Regions from separate parts of the Mus musculus genome. Here regions 1 and 2 are each linked to region 3. Evidence: chromatin contacts called from public promoter capture Hi-C data. All regions are on one chromosome and are shown on one strand. Each heading gives the region's core, a stretch centred on a gene start, on an enhancer-like site or on the middle of the called end of the contact. The rest is flanking DNA. Distances are from core to core; before and after follow the strand shown.

Evidence for each region. Promoter capture Hi-C pulls out the DNA fragments that hold promoters and counts their contacts.
Region 1: a contact with region 3 is called in a promoter capture Hi-C map of pre-B cells, with 3 times the contacts expected there. The contact joins the promoter of Uspl1 here to the promoter of Rfc3 in region 3.
Region 2: a promoter capture Hi-C map of pre-B cells shows a contact between it and region 3, with 4 times the contacts expected there. The contact joins the promoter of Hsph1 here to the promoter of Rfc3 in region 3. A contact is called at or near these places in 6 of 39 promoter capture datasets (the 3T3-L1 cell line, the C10 cell line, the HPC-7 cell line and 3 more) and 1 of 9 other capture datasets (liver).

Annotation. Positions count from the first base shown.
Region 1 is chr5:149,182,513-149,186,229 of GRCm38.p6, reverse strand. It overlaps Uspl1 (ubiquitin specific peptidase like 1), which reads right to left and starts at 1,670. Exons shown (of 9, transcript NM_001115149.1): 1 at 1,424-1,670.
Region 2 is chr5:149,633,573-149,637,613 of GRCm38.p6, reverse strand. It overlaps Hsph1 (heat shock 105kDa/110kDa protein 1), which reads left to right and starts at 1,299. Exons shown (of 18, transcript NM_013559.2): 1 at 1,299-1,644; 2 at 3,727-3,784. The coding sequence starts at 1,538.
Region 3 is chr5:151,648,791-151,652,799 of GRCm38.p6, reverse strand. It overlaps Rfc3 (replication factor C (activator 1) 3), which reads left to right and starts at 1,592. Exons shown (of 9, transcript NM_027009.2): 1 at 1,592-1,734; 2 at 2,791-2,928. The coding sequence starts at 1,648.

The DNA.
Region 1 (3,717 bases), core at 421-2,920, 2.5 Mb after region 3:
TAAGGTTCTTTCTCAATATGGAGGTAAAAATGAGAAACCTTCAAGTCTGCTTTCCTGTCAATAAAGAAGTCAAGGCATATTCGAGCATGGTGGTTGATGCACGCCTTTAAGCCTTTTAATTCCATTGCACAGATCTCTCTCAATAGAACTACTGCAGATTTCTGTGAGTTTCAAGCCAGCCTGTTTCACACAGTGAATTCCAAGCCAGGAAGGTTTATATAGTGAGACCCTGTCTATGGAAGGAAGGAAAGGAGAGGGAGGGAAGGAGAGAAGGAGGGAGGAGACCCATTAAGATGGTAGTAGAAACACTAAACAATATTAAGAAATTCCCCCTCCCCAAAGAATATTCAAGTTTTAAAATACCAGAAGTAGACTCTTGGGGTTTTTCAAGCACTGTATTATACACAAAACCCCGGGGTGGGTCTCAAATTTCAATTTGTCTAGGAATAAATTACCTTCATTATCTTTTCTCCAAGTGTAACTGCTAGCTCCTCCCTGTACAGTATCTAAATTTTGGCATCTTTTGGGTTTCCAAATACAGACTAGAAAGTTTGTGCCGTCTACTCACTCTCATCTCCCATGTTTGCACAGTAGGCGCCATCTAAACTCGTGAACGAGGCTTTGGAAATGTTTCGAACTTGTCTCTCTTTCCATTCATATCACTGTCAAAATGACAGCTCCGCTTCAAACCACCTATTTAATCCAATCTGATTGTAGGAAGTCCGCCCAAACAGCTCAGTACATCCTAAAGATTATGACATGAGCTTATTTCAAGGAGAACAACCAAGGTTTTCCAGTGTTCATCTCCGGCACTTTTCCTCTTACCTACGCCCACCACCGAGCCCCCACCTTCAACGTAGGTAAGTCGCATTCCGGAGACCTTAATGGGAGATATCAGCCCAGAATAGATCCATTTAGCAGCCAATCACGAGAGGGATTTAAATTTAATTCACTGCATGTGTAGAAACTATTACAGGTATTCAAAGGGCCTGGAACCCTTCGGAGCTTTATCTCTCGGCTCTGCATATGAATTTTCAAGGCCAGCAGACTTAAGCCCCAGCGAAGGGATAGGCTTTACAGAGCCCAATACTGCTTGGTACCCAGTCCAGCTTCCCGAATTTGAGACGGATGGGTCCACGCGAACTGAGCTTCAAAAGCCTACCAAGGAAGTCCAAGAGGCGCGGCGTTCCGTTACCCAGCCCATCTCCACGCTCTTCGTGGGGCGGGCACAAACTCTGGTTTCTCTTCAGCGTTTACCTCTTTGAGCCTAACCGGAACCTGAAGACCCAGCCTGCACCTCCATCCTCCACCTTGCCCACCACAACCTCGTTCCTACCCCATCTTTTCAGCGCGCCAACGACCCACCCCGGGCACTCCAGCCGTCCCAATTTCTACTTCCCGAGGGAACTACTGTCTTCCTTACCCTCCCGAAGTACGCTCCTTCTTCGCATACAGTGGACCCGAACTCCTCTTCCAGCTTGAGGTCCCCACCATCTAACCGTAACGTTCAACCCACGTTCCCTCGGACGGCTCCTCCCCCACAGCCCTCTCCGCCAGGAAAGCAACTTCCGCCTGCGAGTCCGCCGCCCAAGAGCTACCCCACAAACACTTTCCTGCGGCAGGCAGCCCTGCTTGAGAGCACGCGGGCAGGGCCGGGGAAGGGGAAGACCAGAGCACTTCCGGCAGGGCTCCGCAGAGGCGTGGCTTGCCCGCCCAGCAGGCGCAGGCGCAGTGGGAACTGCGGCGACAGGGCGGGGCCCCTCGCTACAGAGCCTGCAAAGTGTGAGTCGGGAGGACGGGGGAGGGGGAGGGGGAGGGAGCTGGAGGGGGTGGGGCAGGCTTGGTTCTGGAAGCTGCTGGAAAGCGCTGGAGTGGCGGAGGTGACGCCAGAGGCTAGGGGGCGGGGCGTGATTAAAATTAGTGCGCGGCCTTCAGCGGAGGGATTACGCGGCAGAGGAAGGAGAGGTCGCTGGGCGGCTGCCTGCCTGGCGCGCAGGCGCAGTGATGGGCCTCCCTGGCGGGCCGTCATGGCGGACGCCACGACGGGCTCCCATAGTTGGTTCTTTTCGGCCCGCGCGCCACCACCCTACGTGTTCACAAACGGTTACCACACACGGAGCTGCCCCTCCCTTCTTCCCCAAACCCATCCTTGGAGGCCACTTTTTCTTTCTTCCCTCTCTGATCTGCTCACGGTAAGGGGGGTAGCGAAAGACGAGCACTTGACCCGGGGTGGCACTGAGCAGCCGACCCGCGCATCTCAGCAGCCGCCCTGCCTCCTTGAACTTCAGAGAGGGGAGAGCTCAGTTGCTAAGTTTTAAGAACTGCCTTCGTAGAAAGGTCATGTGGTGTCAGGGAGGTCATGACTGATCGCGTCCATGAGGACATCCTATTCTTGGAGTCCTTTGCATAGACTGTTTCCGTGGCCTGGGACTACAATTTGGGATTTTTTCTGGACCTTACAGGAATCATGACTGGCATTTTGGATTGCGGTCCTGTAGGGTTTCATTAGTGGTCTTAAACGACCATGTTCTGGCAGAATACTGATAATTTTGGTAGCGTGCAATGGGGGAAACAAGTCCGCTGTAGGAAGAAATTATTCAATAAAAGAATTTCAGTTTGTGGTACTTAGGAATGGAAATCGCTGAGCGTTCCAACAGAGACTTTGTTAGGGTTTTTTTTCTCCTCTCTCATGACGAAAATAGACTGGTTAGGTTTTGCTTTTTTTTAATTTTATTTATCTTTGCATTTACACTACATACTGTACTGGTATATTTGTTGTAAGATCAAACAAGTAAGATTTCTTTTTGTATGGATTATGAGGTTTTTGAGAAAGTATTTCTTCCTGAGAGAGTAGCCAAGATTAATAGGATTGTTTTCTTATTCAACATGCTATTTCCATTTTTAGAGTGGAGTACACTTCCCCTCCCAATAAACACTTGCTGAATGTCAGCTCATAAATTGAATGATCTAGTTGGTTCAGTTAAAATGTAACCCGACTTTTGAGGTGTAAAGCAACATCCACAAACAACTAGAATAAAAATAAAAATGGATTATTGCTGTCTTTAATGAAAAATTTATTAAAACAAAATTTTTGGCCAGAAAAACTTAATAGTGACAAACAAAATGAAGATGGAATATGGCGGGTCGGGGAGGGGGGGGGAGAAAATTCCCAATTTACTTCAGGTTAATAATAGTCCCCAGCTGAGAAGATACCATGTACTTCTGTGTATTCTTTCCACAGTATGCAGAGTGCCTGTTTTTATATACATTGGTCCCATAGAGAGTATAGTTAACCTCAGTAAACTAAAGTAGGTTTATCTATTTCCACTTAGAAATTCATATTCAATAAATGGAAGCTTTTATTTAACTAATAATTAATTAAGCTGCAATAGGAATACAGTGCTCTGCAGATCATTTTGTGAGCTCTTGTTCTTTTTTTCTGTTGTATTCCTTAACTGAAAACAAACCTTTAGCACCAACCTGGGATATAAATGCTACCTCTAAGCCAGGTATGGTGGACACCTCTGTAAGCCCAGCACTCAGGAGGACCTTGGGTGGAAGCCAGCTTGGGCTATATAACAAATGAGTGCTTAGAGTTGAGACTTGTCCTAAAATCAAACCCTGCGGTGGTTGTGTATTCTGGTCTCATTGACAATTTACTGGACTGCAGAAACGACTTCCATCAGTAAGTTATTCTCCCTGCAGTAATGAGGGCCT
Region 2 (4,041 bases), core at 50-2,549, 2.0 Mb after region 3:
TTGTATAGAAAGCTCCCATTTAAGCAACCCCACTTGTCCTACGGGAAGAGGCATACTTCAGGAGTTAGTTTTTAACCCTGGGCCCCAACTCTTCATTCAATTACACACTTATTTAGCAGCGCACGTTTTAATTGTGCATATTTCCATATTCTAGAGGGTACACACGGGGTTTTCAGGCAAACTTTGACGTTTTTTTTAACGGTACATAAGAATTGAAAGCAGGAGCCAGCAGCATCCACCTCTGCTTTCTCTTCATGGAACCTAAGCTTACTTTCCAAGGAAAGAAAATGAAAGGTTAGATTAAACAAGGAATAAACCATACACCCATTTATTAAACCATATTATTAGCCATTACATTAAATCATAACCTTATGGTTAGGAGTGGCAGGGTTAAACAAAGTCGGCTTAAACTAGTATCCAAAATATGCAAAACCCTGTCGGCAAAACACCAGCAGCTTCCCAAATTGCATAGCAATCAAAAGTTTTCATTTAAGAAGAAGAAGAAGAAGAAGAAGAAGAAGAAGAAGAAGAAGAAGAAGAAGAAGAAGAAGAAGAAGAAGAAGAAGAAGAAGAAGAAAACCCTTCTGTGTTTTATTCTGCAACAATCTTGCCAGCGGACAAATGTCTACAAAATATAAACCGCGTTTGCGGCTTATCCTGACGCCCCTAAATCGCAATCCATTAGCTGTTGAAAAAACAAGCAAGAACGGAACACAGAACAAAGCATACACCAGAGAAAGAGCGCGAATCGGCAGCAGCCAGCTGGGCCTCTTTTTACTGAGCCCTTAAGACAAAGCAGGATCGTGGCACGCACCACGGGCTGGACTACATATCCTAGCATGCAAAGCACCGAGGCCTCACCACTGGACTGCGTTTCCCAGCATGCAAGGCGCTAGGGTCTCCCGGCCAGACTACGCTTCCCGACATGCTCTCTGCCAACAGCAAGTTCGTGACCGGAGAGGCCTGGGGTCCCGGAGTAGTGTGTTCTTTCTCCGTCCTTTCAATAGTTTTTCGGCGTCGGGAGCCGGACACTGCCACCGGAGTCACCACTTAAGCGACAGAAGTTCCCGACCGGTTATTCACTGGAGTCAACTGGAACGAAAACTGCCCCTCAGGCTGGGGAGGGCGGGATGGAGGCCGGGCAAGCTCGGTCAGTTTTAGCCAATGGCGCCCGAGCAGCTGCCCTGTCACCATGGCAACTCAGGCCGCCCGCGGAGGGACCAGCAGTCCATTGGGTAGAATCTTTCTCGAAGGCTCGAGAAGAAGGAAGCGGAAGTGGCACGTGGAGGCGCCGGTGAGTAAAATGCTGCAGATTCTGGAAAGTTCTCCTCAGTAGGCTACATAAGGCTGAGCGATTGGGACCTCCCCTTTTGGATTGGTAGCTGAGCGGCGGCGGCTGCGTGAGAGAGGCGGGCGGCGGAGAGCGGTGGCAGAGACTGAGCGCAGTCTTGCAGGGTAAGCCGGAGGCATCTTCCCGACTGGTCGGGAGCAGGACGAGCACGCAGCGGACCCGAGGCGGAGGCGGACCGGGCCAGCCATGTCGGTGGTTGGGCTAGACGTAGGCTCACAGAGCTGCTACATTGCGGTGGCGCGGGCCGGGGGCATCGAGACCATCGCCAACGAGTTCAGCGACCGCTGCACCCCGTAAGTAGGAGCCTGGGTGGCCGGGGAGGGCTGGAGCTCGCTGCTTCCCGAGGGAGATGGTGGGTCCGGGGATTCCGGGAACCGTGACACCCCGCGACCACCTGGTCCCGCTGGCCTTCCAGGCTCGCCCCCGACTCCCCACTCAGCTTCTTCAAGCTGGCACCGGCTCCCACCTCAGCTAGGATCTCGGCAGAGCCTGGGCAACAGAGCCTTTTCCTCCGCATGGTGAATCTCCAAATGACCTAGAAGGTTCCAGAGCCTGTGCGCCGCTGCTTGCCTAGGGAGCGAGCGGACTGTTGTTAGCGACCACAGAAACACGCTATGGTGGAGGAATCCTCCGTCTCTGCGTCTCATCTACTCCTGATTTGTTAATATTGCCCTAGTGCCCCAATCGCCTTTTGGAAGCGTCCTTTTTAAAGCTCATTGTGAAAAACGTCCGTGAGAGTTTCCAGACCCAGAGTTCGTTTATTTTAACACCATTTAGAGTAAGCAGTACAAATTTAACATTGTTGTTGCTTAACACACTGCTGTGCAAAAAATTCAGTGGGGAAGATGGATTTTTTTGCTTCGGAATTAAATATTCTGCAGCAACGTGGGTGGGTAAACGGAAGCATGGTAAAAAGCAACTTTTTGAGGGGGTTAGTTTCTGAAGGTTACATATTAGAGGCAGTTAGACCTGCGTGTGCCTTCACCGACAACAGCTGTATGCTTTTTAAGGCAATCATTATAGGGCTTTTTCCCCCCATGTGCAAAGTCCAAGATAATAAATGTTAAACATCGAACCCAAAGGTAAAATCATTCCGACCTTATTAGAGGAACATTTATGAGTGAATAGGAGGAAGAAAGCCTTGCTAGGAACTTACTTTCTAAGCATGGGCTCCCTCTCTCACAAAGCCATGGTGCTCTGTGATTCGGCAATTAGTAGGAAGGCTGCCAGTCCTTCTTGCCCCCATCCTGTATGCTAAGCGCTTCTTCCTCTCTCTGCCTAAAAAGAGACAAAAGGTGTGTAGAGGAGAACAGGGAGAGCTGCTTGGGTAGCTGTGTTGCTGACCAGAATTTTTGACTGAGGTGGTTTTTTTACCCTTGGCCAAACTATGCGGTTGAAAATGGAGTTGGCTACTGATTTCTATTACAGTTGTTTGGCATGGAAAATGAGACAATCCAGTCTTACAAGTGTCTAGTCCCTCTGAGCTCAGAATCACGGGGCGTGTAGATTGAACCTTACAAGAGTACCTGCTTAGAGCGGCTAGGTCCGAGCTGTTTTTGTTACAGCAAACTTGAATGTCCTCAGTAGAGTGCCAGTTTACTCATCTCGGTCACCCATGTAGGAGGAACTGAACCCAAATTAGATTTGGATTACTAACGCTCGCCCTGTGGATTACTCTCTAATCCAAAGCCTTACTCACCGCCTCCTCCACACTCTCCATCTTGTCTCTGTTCTGGTTCTATGTATCCCCTTTCCTCTGAGAAAGCTGTCTCTCTTCATCTTGTCAAAGCAGGTGCAGTGTGAAGGCTTGGCCTCTCCTTTTCCTCAGCGTTTGTACTCCAGTCAGCAGTAACTTTGTTTCTCTTATCATCTTTATTTGACCTTACAGAGAATCTTCCAGATGGCAACCTACCTCATCCATTTCCTTTAAACTCTACAGGCATATCATAGACCTCTTAGGGTTACATAAAAACTTTTAAAAATTCTAAAGCAGATGATATATCGGGACAGAAATAAGTGTGCAGTGAAATTTAGGATTGTAGGAGGCTGATGACAGGTAGAGTTCTGTTTACTTTTGGTTGTGCATAATGCCAAGTTCCCTATCCTTTGTGACCTGGTGACTCTGTATTAGCACCCCAGGTATTGGGAGAGGGCACTCAAGCTGCACACAGATTATCAGATATTCCTTATATGTGTGAACAGGGCTGATACTTGGGCTGAATTGTCAGAGGTGTGATTTTAAATAGAAATACCTGCCGCTGAAAACTGCGGGCTGTGCTTTACTTATGTGGGAATTTCCTCTTGTCACCTTAGAAACGGCCGCATGTGTGCTTTTTTTTGACGTGTGTGAGACGTTTGTTTTATATTACTTTTAGGTCAGTCATATCATTTGGATCAAAAAACAGAACAATTGGAGTTGCAGCCAAAAACCAGGTACGTTCATCTGTCTGTCAGGGAATCCTGGGAGGGCGGCAGGATGATGTGCTAGAGCTTAATCTAGCTTTAAGTTTTAAAAATACGGCTTGGAGCTTGCAAGCTGATGGCTCAGCTGGCTCAGCCATTAAGAGCACTTGTTGCTCTTTCAGGGTTGGTTCCTAGCACGTACTAGGTGGCTCACGGCTGCCTGTTACTCAGTCCTTAACACTCTCTCTGGCCTCCTCCATGAACCAAGCACACACCTACATGCAGAC
Region 3 (4,009 bases), core at 343-2,842:
TGGGGCTGGAAGAGCTGGGTGTGCTATATCTTGTTCTGAAGACAAGCAGAAGACTGGCTTCCTGGTAGGTAGGAGGAGAGTCTCAAAGCCCACCCCCACAGTGATACACATCTTCCAACAAGGCCACACCCCCTAATAGTGCTACTCCTTCCCTGGGCCAAGCATATTAAAACTGCGTGGTGCTCCTCAGAGGAGGGCCTCAGTCTTGTAATGGAGTGCTGTTAGTACAAGATTTAGACCCAGATTTAGCTTGTGAGCTAGCTTACATAATCTAGCAGTAGCTATCACAGCTTAGACAGATGGACCATTTTGTGGCTACAGGGTCCAATCCTTTGGACAGGTACATCACAGGGTGTTTCCATGGTCCCAAAATTTGGATTAAAAGCCCTTCTGTCTTGTTTTATGGACAAACAGATGAAAAAGTTTTGAGACATCTGGAAGTTTTAGGGCTGGAGTCAATGCTAGAGCTGTTTCTAAAGCTTCAAATACCTTTTGTTCAACCTCAGTCCAGATTAAGGGCTCAGTGCCCTGCTTCGTGCTGGTGTGTAGTGAGAGGCCTTGCTCTGCTTACAAACTCTGGAATCCAGAGGCAGCACTACTCCATTGCCCCTAGGAACATACCTATATAGTAGTTTCTATAGTGATTCCAAATCTCATCAAGCTGATGACCAAGATTAACCATAGCAACAAGCTTTCAGGTGTCTGAAAGAAACTTCTGAAGCTACTGCAGGGAGCAGATCAGAGCTGTGTCTCTGGCCTTGGCCCTCTGGCTATGATTTGAGGACTCTATCCTTCCTTCCCAGCCACTTCCTCAGGTCTCACAAGTTGAAGAATTCCAAGTATGGTTATAAGTTAAAAAATACAGGGCAACCAATTAAAATCTAATTTCAGATAAAAATTAATTTCATTGCAAATATTGCCTGGGACACACACCGAAATGTTATTGGGGATCTAAATGTTATTGGGGGCATCTGTGTGTTGTATTTGTGAAAACAAGTAAACCTAGGTTTTTTTTTTTTCTATGTTCTCTTCACATTCTTTCAATCTTTTAGATTAAAAGAATATACCCTAGGATCCACCATGAACTACCTGTCTTTGGACGTTGTCTGTCATGCTTCTGGGTACTTTCGCTTCTGATTTCCTTTACTTTCTATTTCCTTTACTTTCCTAGTTCAGAACATATAGTTCACAGAGGCATGTAGGCAAATGCTCATTGAATATTGGAGTTTGTTTATTATTTTAAAGAAAAGCAGTTCTACTAATAAAGATAACAGATTATGTAGCACTAATTAGAATGAAGTTGTGAATCAGTGAATAAATGAAAGAATGAAATGGAGGGAATTTCCTTCCCTAAGAACTCAGATTGGACGAACCTGAATGTCAGAGATACATCTTTAATTCCTTCGAATGTTTTCTAAAATGTTACAGGGTGAGAACAAAGAGGCAGCCACTGCCCGGTAAATCCAGCGACTGTTGGTGCAGTGGTGGAAGTGGGAACTGCAGCGACTGCTCCACTCCCGGTTGAGATTGCCCAGTCTCCCTATCCGGAAGTCGCCGGGTGCCGGAAGTGACGTCGCACGCTTTCGCGCTCGCGGGAAAACTCTACTGTCTAAGCGGCGGGTCCGCTGGTGCGACTGTGGAGCGGTCATGAGCCTCTGGGTGGACAAGTACCGGCCGAGCTCCCTTGCCCGGCTGGACTATCATAAGGAACAGGCAGCACAGCTGCGCAACCTGGTGAGCCGCCCTGCTCAGCAGCTTCCTGCACAGCCCGGGGAAGGGAAGGGAAGGGAAGGGAAGGGAAGGGAAGGGAAGGGAAGGGAGGGAGGGAGGGAGGAGGCGGGCGCCCCGGTGCTAGCGAGGGGGTCAGAGTGACGCGTTCCTCAAAGTGCGGTGTGTTTGCTGCCGGGAACCTCAATGGCTTGGTGTGGGGACCAGAAGAAGGCCAGTGTAGTGGAGAATCAGGAGCAAGCAGCGGCGGTAGGGGGCGGGGATGGGGGTGTGCCCGGGCCTCGGTGTTACTGCAAATGCCTGATGGGCTCTCCCGCTACAGAGAGCTTAGGTGGGAAGCTGATAGAGGTGACTGTGCCCCGGACCCTGTTCTTAGTTACTGCGGAATCACAGCTAAGGCTTTTCTGAAAAGGAGAGATTATTTTAACGAGTGCCGCGATCGTTCATATGAGAGCTTTTGGAAGACTCGAGGGTGAAGTGGAAGATATGTTTTAGGTTTGGTTTTGGTTTTGGTTCGTGATGCATGCACTAATTTGAAATAGAATATTATGCTTCGTTAATACACGTGCCGGTTTTCCTTGCAAAAGCTTTAATGTTCAGTTTCCCGGTGGCAAGATCAAGACCCCATGTTAATAGTACTCTTTCGTTTGATGGCACTCTGTTACTGCTGTCTTTTCCATAGCATTGATCAACCTTGATCTAGTGTGAAGTTCTTCTGTCTCTTCCAAGTGAACTTACAAGGAAATCAGCGCACCTGCTTCTGAGCAAGAGGACCATTATGGGGAGCCCGGGCCAGACAAGCATCTGTCTTAGTTACAGAGATTGGGTTCGCCTTCTGTCATCCCTTAGTTTCAAACGGGCCCTTCAGATAGCTTACTTAGGGAGTGCCTACTTTTAAGCATTTAGTGCATGTAAATTAGATTAAATTAGTGTCCAGAGTTTGGTACATTTTCTGTTGGAGCTGGATGGTAAACAGAATATCTTGGAACTTTAAAAGTGGTTTGTTTAACTTAGTTCACCCAGTTTAACTAAGATATAATGTCTTGTTCTTTTTTTCCTTAGGTGCAGTGTGGAGACTTTCCTCACCTCTTAGTATATGGACCATCAGGTGCTGGAAAAAAGACAAGAATTATGTGTATTCTACGTGAACTTTATGGTATCGGGGTGGAAAAACTGAGAATTGAGCATCAGACTATCACAGTAAGCATCTTGGGTTGAAGCTTAGCAGATGTTTCTGGAGGGGACTTTTAATCCTGGTCATGTGTATATCTCTCCCCACCACTAGCCAGTGACTAGTGTGTGACTTAGGAAGTTGTGTGTCTGTGTGCTTGTGTGGGTGAAGGTGGCATGAGTAGAGTTACTGTTAGCTGCCAGTCCTCTTTCCCATTGTATTTAAGACAGAGATTTCCTTCCACTCTGCCAAGCCCAGCTGGCAGGCGGACCTGGGAGCTTCTGGGGATTCTCCTGTCTCTGCCGCCCACCTCTCTGAGGTCCCTGGTATTACAGACAGTTGCAATTGGACCAGCGCTACAGCTTTTATACGGAGTCATCAAACTTGCATGTGTCCACACCACAAGTGTATTTCACTCAGCCATTTCCCCAGTCCCTGAAATGCCCTTCTCTCAAGTGTCCTCAGCCCAGCAGAACTGGCAGTTCCTTACACATGATAGTGTGTAGCTTGCCTTGGTTATGGTTTTTTACCTTTTACCTCAGTGGGATGAGAGAATATGCCATGTCAATTTCAAGGCCTTCATGGCATCTAATAACAGTGTCGTAATGATATTTTGTGTTCAGAGGGAAAAAATGCTTAGTGGGGATGGTCATGCTGTTAATAAAATCTTCAGGAGGGTGATGTTGAATTAACTCAGAAGAAACAATATTCTACAAGACAAAAGAACTGAATAAATAGAAATATAAAGTATGTTCTCACACGGGAGGCTTAATATTTAGAAGTCTCTGTCCCAAGTTACGGTATAAATTTCAGTCAGAATACTAATGTTGAAAAAGTGTATGATGCCACCCTAAATCCCATATGGAGGACACATTTCTGAAATGAGATAAGGTTATGAAGAAGAGAAGTGAAACGGGTGTATTAGTTCATCCCTAAATTGTTTAATATAAACTAGATTAAGGCAAGGTAGGTTTATTTGAAGGGACGACGGGAGAGAGAGACTATTGGGATGAATTAATTTTAAGAAATAGAAATAGCAAGTTTTATGGCAAATCACCAACATGAGTCTTAGCTTTGTACTACTTTCAGAGGATTTAGCGAGTCGAGTCT